2 separate regions of the Mus musculus genome follow, and region 2 is linked to region 1. Evidence: chromatin contacts called from public Hi-C data. All regions are on one chromosome and are shown on one strand. Each heading gives the region's core, a stretch centred on a gene start, on an enhancer-like site or on the middle of the called end of the contact. The rest is flanking DNA. Distances are from core to core; before and after follow the strand shown.

What was found. Hi-C and Micro-C count contacts between places; a contact is called where the count stands out from the background.
Region 2: a Hi-C map of bone marrow-derived macrophages shows a contact between it and region 1, with 25 read pairs. The contact joins two enhancer-like sites. A contact is called at or near these places in 1 of 484 Hi-C or Micro-C datasets (bone marrow-derived macrophages), 2 of 115 datasets of contacts at active chromatin or transcription factors (embryonic fibroblasts and extraembryonic endoderm stem cells) and 1 of 9 other capture datasets (embryonic stem cells).

Annotation. Positions count from the first base shown.
Region 1 is chr11:105,563,681-105,570,839 of GRCm38.p6, forward strand. It overlaps Gm39422 (a long non-coding RNA gene), which reads left to right. Exons shown (of 4, transcript XR_880251.2): 2 at 4,537-4,643; 3 at 6,014-6,100. Among named protein-coding and RNA genes, the nearest start is that of Gm39422, 14 kb to the left of the region's middle. Within about 2 kb of position 3,616, at least 39 of the 459 cell types and tissues checked have an H3K27ac peak or open chromatin away from gene starts, as enhancers often do. A contact at or near this core is called in bone marrow-derived macrophages, where this site is marked.
Region 2 is chr11:105,907,474-105,915,067 of GRCm38.p6, forward strand. Tanc2 (tetratricopeptide repeat, ankyrin repeat and coiled-coil containing 2) reads left to right here. Exons shown (of 26, transcript NM_181071.3): 19 at 1,522-1,655; 20 at 2,730-2,853; 21 at 5,439-5,614; 22 at 5,884-6,016; 23 at 7,419-7,510. Among named protein-coding and RNA genes, the nearest start is that of Cyb561, 33 kb to the right of the region's middle. Within about 2 kb of position 4,323, at least 12 of the 459 cell types and tissues checked have an H3K27ac peak or open chromatin away from gene starts, as enhancers often do. A contact at or near this core is called in bone marrow-derived macrophages, where this site is marked.

The DNA.
Region 1 (7,159 bases), core at 2,366-4,865:
ACAAAGGCCAACAGGATGCTTAACTTTGTAAGAAACTGTAACTTGTGTTTCCAGATTTCTGGACCCTTTCCATGCCAACAGGCAGCATGTGAGTGCTGGTAGCGTCTCTATAAGTACTCAGTCAGGTGGTTTCTGAAGCTATTCTGATAGATGTTTTTCTGGTAAAGGAACAAACAACTTAGGTGGGTCTGTACGACAGATCTAAGATATGATCCTCCATAGAAGAGTTAATTACTTTCTGGCAGTGAGATTGGCTTCAGGTACATCATCTAGGCGAAGCGGGGCTTCCCTCACTGCCAAGGCCCAAGCCTATGCCCTTGCTGGGGTCCTTTCTCCCTGATGCACCCTGAACACATTCTGTCCCCCAGGACTATGTCAGCTCAGACCGGCCTCTTTGTAGCTGCTTTCTGTGTTTTTCTGCACATGTGCAGTTTGAGAGATGTCAGATTCTTAGGGATATTTGCAATCATAAAATCAGGCTCACTCTTCTCCCCGTCTTAAAGATTTTATGATCCTGAAGTTCTGACTGTCTTGATTGCTCCCGGATGTCTTGAAAAAGCCTGATGGGTTTATGTTTTAATCAGATTTTTATAGCTGCTCTCAACAAAGGATTCATAACCAGAAGTGGAAGGAATGCTATGAATTTAGAAATAGTAAAAGCCTAGTTCTCTTAGTTAATTTTAAAAATTCTATTTTCTAATATGTTGACAACTGGTTCTAAAACTCAGTGGAAAGACTAACGGAACTAGTTTTGAAACAAAATACCAGGACGATTCATACTTCTTATTCTCAGTATTTAATGGAAAGCTCTTGTGTCTAAGGCAGTGAGGTACTGGTAAAAGGGTAGGCACCGAGCTCACTTGAACAAATTAAGAGGCCCAAAATAGCCCCATACACCAAGGTAGGAGCCATACCTGAAATGCCAATCAGGAAAAATTCCCAAACTAACAGAGGATATTAAGCCATACATTCAAGCTCTGAACAGGGTAAATACAAAGAAAATGATGTTTGGTTAGACCATTGAAACTACATGCAGATATATCTGTGGGGGGGGTTGTTATTGTTCAAAGCAGGGTTTGATGTAGTCCAACCTGGTCTCAGCCTCACTAGACAGCCAAGGATGACCTTGAACTTCTCCATCTCCTAAGTGCTGGGGAAACCAAGAGCAGCATGAGTCTGAAGTGGTGCTGCTGGTGACTGAACCCACGGCTTCATGCATGCTGGATGACCACTCTCCCTATCTGAGCTGTATCCTCAGCCCTGTAAGCAATCATTCAAATGTTACAATTATTCAGAGCTTTTTTTGTTTTAAAAAGATGCATCGTTCTCAAATAAATAACAGTATTATTGGCAGCTAACTTTTTCAACAGAATCAATAAAACCCAGAAGATACTGGGATGGTTTCTTTAAAAAGGGGGGGGGAAGCAAACTTAAGATTTCTATATCCAGTGAAAATAGAGGGGAATTCTATACTTTCAGAAATTAAGGTAAATATTTTTGGCTAAATTGACATTTTCATGAAAATAAAAACATAGAGTGTTCATCATTAGCAAACACATTCTAAAAGGAGAGATGGGTAAAGGAAATTATTAAGATGGATGTGAAAAGAACCCCAGCCTAAAAATCAGAAATTCAGGAAATAATAAAAACCCAAGAAAAAGACCATCTCTCAGAACTGGAGTAGACACCCATCACCACTCAAGTACAGCACACAGTTTGTTTCTGTGCCTTGCTTTCTTCTCTATCCATCATCTGAGGCCACATTAACACCATAATCCCTTCACTGGCCACGGCCTCATCCACATCTCATCTACCCCTTCAGTGCCACACTGCTAGCAGCAACACATTTTATCCTGTTATGTGTGAATTTCACCTTATGGATCCTAGTTTCTTGGAACATAAATTTGACATCCTTTTTGTACCTATTATAAGTGACCTATGTACTATATCCTAACAAATATCTATTGAATTGTTAAATTTGATGAAGAATATTTTGGTAATGAACAGTTGTCCATCATGTGTTCTAGCACAGACCCTTCCAACCACTAGTTGATATATATTTTTTACCCCAGGGGGCTGTAGAGAAGGCTTAGTAGTTAAGAACTACTGCCTTCCAGATTACTGCATTAAATTCTTTGTGCCCATGCTGGTGATCCATAGCCACCTGCAAGTCTAGCTCCAGGGGGATAGGAGCCTCTGTAAGCTCCCACACATGCATGCACATGCACATACCCATCCCTCCACTTGCATCCATCTAATACAGGTGATTTTTAAATTAATTTTTATTATGAGATTTCATAAAGACAACTAAAACAGACAAGAGAAACCTTTAAGTTATTCTTGGGAGGAAGACCCACCTGGGACAGGTCGGATGCTCACATCTTATCTTTAGCCTTCTGAAGTTCATCTGATGGTTGTTTGGTAACATTGTATCACTGTCAAAAGTCTAAGGCTGGTTGAAGTATATCCACAGGTGTGGCTTTTATGCCATTCTAATATGAGTCATTGTACTATTCCTGGATGCTAAAGAAATAAAAGGCAGGGGCCTCGAGATCTCCAGGGAATGGGAAATCTAATTGGAGCCTAAGACATACACACATAAAACAACCCGAGAAAGAATCCAAAGGAATATTTTAGCTGCAGGAAAATATGGTATAGTACAGACTAAAGCTGTAACTGATAAGTCTTTTGAGAAAATCACGCTTGGGATGTGGGGACCTCTCCCTGTCATCTTAGTGGCAATGTGTTTTTTAGATTCAGTCTCATTATATAACCCTGGATGGCCATGTCAGCCTCCCAAGTGCTGGGATTTCAGGTGTGTGCCACACACAACAAGGCTTCACGGTCATTGAAAAAGTGGTGAATCCTGGGTTTGAAGGCTAGAAGGGAGTAGGTAGAAGAGAAGGGGCATGGGTACTTTTTAATTTTGTTTGTCCTAACCAGAAAGGAGCACCCAGAAAACTCAGAGGTGAGATCATAAGTCATGGTTAGGCAACTACAGAAAGACAGTCTTGAGGAATCAAGAAAATATAGGAGGCTAGAGAGAACGTTGATAGAAGACATCAAATAGGTTTGTTTTTGAAATAATGTGGATTTCTCTTTCCCTTTTCAGTAGAAATAACCTTTACTGTCAATGGCCCAGTCAGACCCCTTAGCTGATATAATGATGATCCCAGCTTCCTAGGCTATTATTTGCAATAATTTCTGCCTTATGAGTGTAATGGGAAAAACACATTGCAAAGTGAATTACTTTTGAAATGTATTGCATGCTGACATTTGGGAAATTAGGTCCTGAATACAATGCGTCTTGATTATTTGATGTGCATTCCCACCATGAAAAAAAATTAATTCAGTGCAACGATTCCAAGAAGAAATATCTGCATGCTACATTAAAGCCCTGTTCCTTAGCAAGAGTCTGCCCCCAACTTTAGGTCACCATTCAGACAAATAACAATGGGCAGGAACTATTATTCCCTGCCTAAGTAATCTACAAGGGTCTGAAGCGTCCAGAAATGCCCTCATTCAAACATATTAGCCCATCTGTGCATCCATTCTGTTGCATCCCTTCTCTTGTGCACCAACTGCTTGCATGCCAGCAATGCCCCATGCTCAGCTGGCTTCCATTCACTTGCTGGAAAAAGCACAACCAAACTCTCATATGAAGAACAAATCACTCTTTGCTTCACCATTGCCACTCAGCAAATTCCTCTGACACTCTTGGCTCATCTTGTTATGAATAAGCATGTGCTTTGGCCCTTCCTCTTCTTGTGTAAGCTTTTCTGCTGCTAGGCTGCTGGACTGAGCACCAGCAATTTCAGAAATCCTGGCTACAGAAGCCCAGGTCAGGGCTGAGTCTGAGGAAAAGGCTTTTGAAATAGCACAAATGCTTCCCTTCTCAGCCAAAGCTCCCTTGTTTACTGAACATGTCTAATGAGCGTGTGAAACAGAGCAATGTTGTGAGAGAAAGAGGAGATGGGTAGGGAGAGAATAGAATCTCATATGAAGACAGGAAATCTGGACATTAACAGAGAATGCTAAACAAGAATAAGGAAATGAAGCAACAGTGAAGGGCCACTGATTTCCATGTACAAAAGACCAGGTTGGCCAGTGTGGTGGTGCATGTCTTTAATGCCAGCACTAGGGAGGTGAAAGCAAATGGATCTATGTGAATTCAAGACTTCCCAGCCTACAGAGTGAGCTCCAGGACAGCCAGGGCTACACAAAAAAACTCTGTTTGAAAAACAAACAAACAAACAAACAAACAACCCAACAAAACAACAAAAGACCAGGTTGTTGTTTTATACCATTAAACCATTAACCACGTTCCCCATTCCTTTGAGACCATGTCTTGTTGTATAGCCCATGAGCTTATGATCCTCCCGCTTCAGTGCTTACATTGTAAGTATATGCCAACATGCGCAGTCCATAACCATGCATTTTATGTGTATGAGTGTTCATATGTGTACACATGTATGGAAGCTAGAAGTCAAAGCCGGGTGTCTTCCCAAATGCTCTCAACCGTACCTTTTGTGGCAGGACCTCTCACTGAATCCAGAGCTTATCAGTTCAACCAGAAGAACTGGCCAGCAAGATCCAGACATCTTCCCCCTCCGCCCCTGCCCCCCAAAGCTGGGATTATAAAGGTACACCACTAATGCCTGCTTTCTACTAGGGTGCTGGAGATCCAAGTCTAGGTCCTAATGACTGTGTGGCAAACATTTTACTGACTGAGTTCTCTCTCTAACCCCGTAATCATGTCTTTGCATAAAATAAGATCCACACCATGAATCTGTATCTTAGAGGTAGAGGAACCTCAGTTTGAATCCTGGCTTTACTGTTAATTAGATTAGTGATCTTTTTTTAAAATATTATTTAACCTCTCTAAGTTTCTGCTTCCTGATAAGATGGGAAAGTGAATACTATCTGCCACAACAGGATTAGTGTGAGATAAAAAGATAATACCTATAAAAAGCGTCCTGTGCTACAGAGCATGCAGCACACACAAAACAAAATCTTGCTGTGTTCCTTTTGAAAAATTTAACTTCTTTACAGTAGATTGATTTAAATCCACCAATTAAATGAATCTCATATTACCTTTTAGGATAGTAAGTTATCATCTGTCTGATCTTTCTGATACATTTGTTTTCACTGAGTTGGTTTGTAACTGTCTATATAAATGTATCTCTAATTAAGTGTTTCTCTAGAGCAATGATTCTCAACCTGTGAGTCTTGACCCCTTTCGGGTTGAACGACCTTATCACAGGGTTTGCCTAAGACTATCTGAAATAATGATTATAATTCTTAACTGTAGCAAAATTAGAGTAAAATTAACTGTAGCAACGACATAATTTTGTGATTGAGAGTCAGTACAACATGAGGAACTGTACTAAAGGGTTGACACATTAGGAAGGTTGAGAACTATTGACCTAGAAGATCAGACATATGTTTATTTTTGAGACAGCCTCAAACTATGTAGCTCAGGCTAGCCTTGAAGTCACAATCCTATGGCCTCAGCTTTCCAAATGCTGGAACTAAAAGTATGTGCTACCAAAGCCTGCTCAGGCATGTGTTTAATAAATAGTTATTACGAGCTGGATACGATACACATCTGTAATGCTAGGACTTGAGAGGCTGAGGCAGAAAGAGGCCTGGACTACATAATGAGACCTTACCAAAAATGTTAATGTAGTTCACAGTTTCCTGGAGACATATTAGGTGAGTACTCTTAACTGTTGAATTCTGGGTAAAATATAGACACACACAGACCCACAGACATAGACACAGACACAGACACACAAAATCCCAGGTTCCCATTACAAAGGTGGCATCTTAAAGAACAAGAGGCTCCAGCAGAGTAGTGGCGAGAGAAATTAGGTAGCTTAGATCCAAGATTCCTTGCTTACTGGGCACAGGTTCTGCATCATCTTTCCAGGCATCTTATACTTAAATGTTGTCTAAAACAGGGTCATTATCTCAGCCTGCAAACTTCTTACTCTATATGTTTTTTCCTCAGCAATGGCACCACCAGCCACCTAGTGACCCGAGTCAGGATCTGAGTCACCCCAACTCCTGCCTCTCCTCAGTCTACATCACACCACAGGTATAGTTTTACTTAGTCGGTATTTAACGGATCTCTCTGCTGTTACTGCCATCATACTGACTCTTATGCTTTTCATTCGAGGACCCACCATTTCTGTCTTGGTCTTCTGCTCTCGCTGACTAACTATGCTGCCCTCATATCAGTCTTATTCATGGTTGCCAGGACCACGTGACGAAAATACACCTGGCAGGGACAGTTCCTAGTTGAAGTCTTCAGCAGCTCTCTACTGCCTCTAGAACGAAGCCCGGGTTTCCTAGGATAGCCCTCTTGATCCCAAAGCTCACTTCTCACCCAATCCCGACGAAGTTCAATTAAAATGAAGGGTTTATGTGATTGTCTCCTGTTTTAGGCCCTGGGCTCTTGAAAGGTAGTGACAAAATCCTATCATCTCTCCATCTCAGCATCCAGCAGTGCCCACAAAAAGGTTGGAAAAAAAAAAAAAGATGACATGAGGGAGGGAGGAAGGGGCAAGAATGGTGAGGTTAGGAATGAGGAGGCGGGACATGATCAAGATACGTTGTATACATATATAAAATTGTCAAAGAATAAAAAAAAATTAAGATGAAAATGAAATGGTAGCATTAGGTGTGAATTCAATGGGTCAGTATATTTTTAAAATGGTTTCTATAAAATATTAAAATAGAGGCTAGAAAGATAGCTTAAAATTAATATATATTTGGATTTACTTTATTTTACGTATATGAGTGTTTGCCTGTGTGTATGCATGTGTGCTGTGCATACCTGGTATTATGGAAGTTAGAAAGGGTGTTAGCCACCCTGGAACCGGAGCTAGAGGTGTTTGTAAGCCATCATGTGGGTGCTGGAAACCAAACCTAGGTCCTTTGCAAGAACAAGTGCTCTTAACTGCTGAGTCATCTCTCTTGCCCCGTAAATAATTAAAATATACTTTTAAATGGTTTTTCTATTAAAAAATGTTATATATAAAATATAACATGCACGTATTAACTGTATCATTTTATCCTGGTCTGTGGGTTACAGGGTATCCATGGTTACACAGGCATCACCACTACATAACCACAATGCTTTTTTATTGCCAAA
Region 2 (7,594 bases), core at 3,073-5,572, 340 kb after region 1:
ATGTAATGGGAGGTTTGCTTAGAGTTTCAGAGGGCAAGCCTGTTAACTCACCAGGGAGTCTGCTGGCAAGATGAAGACAGAACAGTAGCCAAGAGCTACACCCTGACCACAAACAGAAAGAGATTGAGCTTGTCATGGGCTTTTGAAACCTCTAAGCCTACTCCAGTGACACACTTCCTCCAACAAGACCACACCTCCTAATCCTTCTAATGTCAAAGAGCTCTACTCCTTGATGACTAAGCATTCAAATATATAAGCCTATAGACATCATCTTTTTCAAACCACAAAAGAGAATAACTAAGGAAGACACTTGGTATCAACCTCTGACAACGTACACCTACATGAGGACACATCTGCACATATACAGACACCATACACACAGAATGTATTTATTTTTAATTAAAACAACACATTTCAGCTAGATATGGTAGCATACACCTGTAATCCCAGCATTGGGGAGTTAAAAAGGAACACTGAGTTCAAACCAACCTGGGGTACATAGAGAGACCTTACCTACCTATGTAATAAACCTATGCATTTTAAATGTCGTGGTTAAATAAATGTCTGTCTGTTACAAGATGGACTTTGTATCTCCAAACTATTTTTCCTATTTTACAGTCAATACAGAAAATAAAATACACACCTAGAATGTTGACTACACCAAAGGTCATAAATAATGGATAGTAGAATAGAAAAAATAACTAATTTCTTCCTCCTGTGTATCCTTTATGTTATAACTGTTAGAAAAAGACAGTCTGGGGTGGCACTGCACACCATCCCTATAACCCCTGACCAGGCAGTCAAGGCCATCATTGGCTACAGTATGCGTCCGGGCTGAGGGAGACCTTCCCAGACCCCTCCCCCAAATAGTGGAAGAAAGCTGTCTTTTCACACCTGTTTTCTCATCTTTAAGACCATCTTACCTTAAACAGTTTTTTCTCTCATGCTTGCAAATCTAGTTTTAAATTTTTATTATCTTAATTAGTTTAAAGAGAAATAGGAAATAAATTATCCAAAGCCTTCGATTACAGTTCCCGCCTTTGGTTCTTTAGGTTTGAGAGCACAGGAGTAGAGGTTGACCAAAACTTTCCCCACTGACTTTCTCAACAGAGTCTCTTCTCTAGACTTCTGTCATACATAGAGTGGTAGGTTTGTAACTAGGCTGAGAACCTTAGAAAGAGAGACACCTAGAGCAGAGGAGACACTCTAAGAATAGGAAAGATGAAACCAGATGAATTGGACCAAAGTGATTTTTTCAGTGAATTTATTATTATGATTGGCCCCAGATAGTGTGAGCTCTTTTAAATGTCTTTATTATTTTTCTTCAAAAATATCCTTTCTGGAAAAGGCAGCTTGTTCTTGAAGGTAAAGTGATTATATTCATAATTATATAATCAGACACACTAATTTACTGTGTTTGCATTAAACAAAGCATTTAGAAACACATTAATCCATGCTTAACATTAAAAACTAGAAAAAAAGAAGAGCCAGCCATCCTCAGTCTTTGTTATCTGCCTTTAGCCCTGACAGCCGCAGCCGGAAGGGGCAAACTGGATGTGTGCCGTCTGCTTTTGGAGCAAGGGGCAGCAGTGGCCCAGCCAAACCGCAGAGGAGCAGTGCCTCTATTCAGCACTGTTCGCCAGGGCCATTGGCAGGTAAGTAGGATGCAGCTGCCAGCCCTCCTAAGAATGAGTTCCAGGTGGAAACCTGTACTGCAAAGACAGGAAGGCACACTGGGTTTCTCGGCAGTCGCCAGGCTTGAGGGCATGGGCCTTTGCTAGTGCTGTCCACCAATTGAGAATGTAAGACATTAGCACTCTCCCAGCGAGGCAGTATGCACCTTTAATCCAAGCACTCAGGAGACAGAGGCAGGGTGATTTCTGCGAGTTCAAGACCACCCTGGTCTACATAGTGAGTTCCAGGACAGCCAGGATAACATAGGGAGGCCCTGTCTCAATAAAAAGGGAGTTGGAGGAGAAATTAACACTCAGAACCATCATTGTGAGCTAGATTGATTTGCTCTTGTCATGGAGCAACACCCTCCTCTGTGCAACAGTATCTGCCAGTTGACTGGGAGTTCTCGTCTCAGCAGACTCTGTCAAACCAGTTACTCACAGATATTTCCGAAGGTCTGGAAGAAAACTCGACCTTTGCAAACTCTAGCTACTTGATCCTTCCAGAGGTTTGGACTCTAGAGAAACCATTAATTTATACACTAGGATGGAAAAAGAAAGGACACTGATAGTGATCTTTGGAAGTACTTGAGTAGAAAAAAAAAGGCTCTAGGAGCCAAACAGTGCTTAACAAAAGACACTGCTGTTAACAGAAGCACTTTATTGTAGTCAATTGAGTGGTGAATGTATATTGCTGCTGCAGGCTTGTAGCCTCCGGAGAGTAATAAAATGGAACTGACATGGGTAGTTACTTGGGGTGGAACTTCCTTTTGGTTTAGAACACATCTTGACTTGTCTTTTTTTCTAACTTAATGTCTTGGTCACATGTTCAGAGATGACTCCTTATTCATCTATCTCTAGGGGAGTTAAGGTAGCAAGTCACATGCCGTTAGAACTGTACAGAAAGTCTTAAGTAGGTTGCTACAATAGAAAGCTACTTATAGGACAAACTCACCTCTGCAGCGAGGAGTAGTTCACGCTGTAGGAGAGTGCATACATGTGTCATCTCAGCAGCTCTCCTTACAATAACCAGCCTCTGTTTGCCTGCACTCGCAGATTGTTGATCTTTTACTGACCCATGGAGCTGATGTCAACATGGCAGACAAGCAGGGTCGTACTCCCCTGATGATGGCTGCTTCTGAAGGCCATCTAGGAACCGTGGACTTCCTACTAGCACAAGGTAAGCCCTGAAAGACGGTGAACAGAGCCTGTAAGAATCCACTTAACTCCAGGCTCGTTAAGAATGATAGTACTAATTGGGTTAACTAGAAAATGCAAAGCTGGGCTGGAGAGATGGCTCAGAGGTTAAGAGTACTGACTACTCTTCCAGAGGTCCTGAGTTCAAATCCCAGCAAACACATGGTGGCTCACAACCATCTGTGATGGGATCCGATGCCCTTTTCTGGTGTGTCTGGAGACAGCGACAATGTACTCACATACAATAAATCTTTTTTATAAAAAGAAAAAAAAAGAAAACGCAAAACCAGATGCTCCTGCTCTCTTTTTTATTTTTCTCCTCCAGTTTTTTTCTTTAAGATTTATTTATTTTATTTATGAGTACACTGTCGTCATCAGACACACCAAAAGAGGACACCAGATTCCATTACAGATGGTTGTGAGTCACCATGTGGGTGCTGGGAATTGAACTCAGGACCTCTGGAAGAGCAGTCAATGCTCTTGACCGCTGAGTGGTCTCTCCAGCCCCTCTCCTCCAGTTTTTTAAACTAAAACTCCAGGCTGGCCTTGAACTCACATTTGTTTCTTGCCTCAATCACCTAAGTATACCTGGTGTTCTCTTGCATGCTCTGTGTGTGTGTGTGTGTGTGTGTGTGTGTGTGATGCATGTGTGTGTGTTATATGTACATTTGAATGGGCATATGTTTTATCACTATGTAGACCAGGCTGACCTCAAACTTGAGGTGACCCTTCTATCTTAGCTTCTAGAGAGCAAAGTTTACATGTATACCTTACCACCCCAGCCTGCCCACTTACACACTGGGGAGTTCTAACTCTGACACTCTCTTTTTCTTTATAGCCTGAGGGATTATTATGAAATCAATACATTCTGAACTCTTTATTTCAAGTCCAGACTTCAATGTTTTTTTGATGTATACCCAGTAAATATCCATCTATTTTAGAGGCTGATTTGCTGTTGCTGCTGCTACTGTTGATGGGGGTGGGAGTAGGGTTGGGGGTGGTATGGTGTCTTACTATGTAGGCTGGCCTGGAACTCTCTCTATAGACCAGGCTGGCTGCAAACTCACACAGATCCACCTGCCTCTGCCTCCTAAGTGTTGGGATCAAAGGTGTGCACCAACATACCAAGTAAAGCTGCATATCAGTTTGTCAGCCTGCACAGCTAACATGTTTTTTCTCTAACCCAAAGGAGGTAAAGGGAAGTTAAGACACTTGCTAGCAATGAGACCCTCTTTAGAGAATTAGGATATTGCTATTAAGCTATCATAATAAATTCCCTGTGGTGCTTTCCAACATACTCACACCCTTGGTAAGTGGGAAACTGCATTTTCTCTACAGGTGCACATGGTAAATTATTTCAGCCTCTTGCTGATTGCCCTAAGCTCAGCCACCTATGCAATAGTGGCATCATAGACTGCCATAGAGAAAAGGCTCGTCACTAGTAGCACTGCAGCACCACCTAGTGGAGTCTTGGATTTGGATCAAGAAGTAGGTAGAAAGGCGATTGAAACTATGACATCATTCCAGTTAGCCTTCGCTGTTAATAAACCAACCTTAAATATATATAATTATCTATACACAGATGCACTTTCCTTTAAGGGATCCAGCCTTCTGAAGAACTGTGCCCAGACCTGAACAGCCAAAGTTGAATAGGAAGACTGGCTTCTCTTAAGAGACTTGCTGTGTCTTTAGCTCTATCTTTTCAAGAAAGATTTGTTTCCACAACCTGAGACTCAAAGGTGGCTAGAATCAAAAATTGTGCTTGCAGGGTACAGTGTAGCTCTTGCTTCCATGGTACAAGTTGCCAAACAAGTCTGACTTCATAGGGAACAGACCTAGGTTCTTAAGACGTGGCACAAAGCCACAAACTGTGTCCAATAGAAGAGGCAGGGCCTCTTCAGCACTGATGACCTTAGATGACTACTGTGTTTGCTGCATGACAGCAGACATTCATTAGGCATAGATGACAGAGGTTTGTTCTTCCTTACCCATGGTCTTTGAACCTTTTGTATTTTCTATTTAGGTTTTCTTAGTTTTGTTTTGTTTTTCACTTAAGTGAGTTTTCACTAAGTAAGTTTACATTATTTGTAGAATATTGTAGAATAGGAACTCTCAAGCAATTTTATTTTTTTTTAAGTAATCTATAATTTAGAGGCTGGTAGTACAGTTTAGCTGGCTGAGTGCTTGCCTAGCATAGCAAATTGATTCAAAAAAATTGAGTCAAAATTCAAAAGGCTCCAAGTTCAGTCCCAGTACCACAAAAACTGAACTGGCACACACTTATAACCACAGCATTCAACAGATGGAGATGTGACTCAGACAGGCCTTGAACTCACTGTGTAGCCCAAGCTACCCTCAAACTCCTGCTTACTCCTGCCTATTTTCGGGATTACTGATATATGTCACCATGGCCAGCCAGAGCCAATCTTAAAATGAAAAAAAAAAAAAAATCTAGAAGTAAAAGCTATTCTTCAATAGTATGTATACCTTAAATATCAGCATTCCTTTCGGCTACAAACTTTAGTGTCCTCAGTCCTGTTAAAACAGAACTCTCACTCTTTTTTTCAGGTGCCTCCATTGCCCTGATGGACAAAGAAGGACTAACAGCCCTTAGCTGGGCTTGTCTGAAGGGCCATCTCTCAGTAGTACGCTCTCTGGTGGATAACGGGGCTGCTACAGACCATGCAGACAAGAATGGCCGTACCCCACTGGACCTAGCAGCTTTCTACGGTGATGCTGAGGTGGTAAGTACCTTTAAACAGGCCTCAGGAGAGAAAGGATAGGGGTGCTATCCACCAAGAATGCTATCTAGGATCAAATGCGAAATACTGTTTTGATAGTTCTAACTTAGACTCTTCAGAGGACGAGAATATACAAAACATTATTCAAAAGCAAGAATATCACTGTGACTTGAAATCAGAGAGAGAGAGAGATACTGGTTCAGACAAGCAGTTTGAAAGGGGCAAGCTGTATCCATTGTACCTGTTAAGTGTTCTGCTTGTTCCTTTCCTAGGTCCAGTTCCTGGTAGATCATGGGGCCATGATTGAGCATGTTGACTACAGTGGAATGCGTCCTTTGGATAGGGCAGTGGGTTGCCGGAACACGTCTGTTGTAGTAACTCTACTGAAAAAAGGAGCCAAAATAGGTAAGAGAAAGAGAGATGATATTGACCATCTGTGCCCAGGGGCCAGTGGTCTGGCTTTCCTGGGTTTTTTGGAGTGAATGTATCTAGTTCTCCCTCTGCCCTGGTCCAATTACTGCCCAAGTGAACAAAAGGCTACTGGCCCAGAGAGAGTACATCTGAGCCATAGTCATGAAACCCTGTATCCAGAGTCACATGACTCTCTGCCCTGCCCTTTGTAGCTTGAGCCAGGAGGCTGCGCTGAGCTTATGCACATCTTCGCGCTGCCTGTGCACTGGCCCCACCCTTTGAGCATCCTGGTTCCCTGCAGCACCATAAGCCTTTGCTTTCCTTTGCTCTCCGTGCTTCACTCTCCAGCCCCTGCCGCTGCTCTCCCAGCTGCTCCCCCACCCACACACTGTAGACAGGGTTGCTGATGTGCTGGCTTTTGCTGCCTGCCTCTCACTGCTGCTTTTCCTTCTTTTTTTGTTTTTTTTTTTTCTTTTTTTTTTTTTTCACCTTCATCCATTTTTTTTTCCTTTCCTACAACTTTTTGTTTTCTCCTTTCTTTGAAGGTTGTCAGACGTTACCGAGTCGCCCACGAGGTATATTTCACCGCTGTCAGCATCAGGCGTGGTCTGATGGCTTGGTCAGCTTTGCCTTCTCCTCTTTGATTTAGCCTGCATGAGTTCCCTACACCTCTAATCTTTTAATTTACTTCACCTTAAAAGAAGATTTTTTAATGACTGTTGCAGAGAATAACTTGAACTTTTTGATAACTAACCCTGAAAAGTTTAGTTGGTAAATAATCCAGTCATCTGTAAACTAATCAATTTAACTATTCTTTTCTCTCGTGAGTGAAGTAGTCTTCTTAATGTTTATTTCATATCTGTTGACATTAGAATTATGCCCCTGGTTCCAAGTGAATCCTAGGGAGTCCTTTTTGGTACTTAGCTCTAAGGAGCCTTTAGAGCACTTACGGAGGGTCCCCTTCTACAGAGTGCACACTTCAAAATTGATTCTACGTGGGAGTGTTCTATCTCAGACAGAAAATAAATTATTCTTTTTTGGCTTTTTCTAGTCTCATGGTAACCTTTAGTATAAATTCTTTCTTCCAACTTCCTGATTTAAAATCATTTCAGACTAAGCCATTATGTGCTCACGTGTACCACACAGGTGTTACTGTCTCCTGTGGCACGAGCTTGGACACTTCAGATATTCTTATTTTAAGGTGAATACAAACAAATCAAATGCAGCTTCTCGGCAATGGGAGTCACTGAATACTCCCAGGTCTAGAAGATGAGGTAATTATTGTGGACAAGTTGTTCTCTCAGCAGAAATTCCCCAGGATATTTTTTTCCACCCAGCTTCCTACCACCTTACATTGTATGAGTTCTTTACCCATCATGCATCCTGTACACTACAGGTCCAGCCACATGGGCGATGGCCACCTCCAAACCAGACATCATGATCATCCTGTTGAGCAAGCTGATGGAAGAGGGGGACATGTTTTATAAGGTGAGGGCGGGAGGAACTGCTTTTTACGTGTAGAATCTTGAAAACTTGAAAGTTTTCATTCTTTTCTGTACAGGCAAAGTAGAA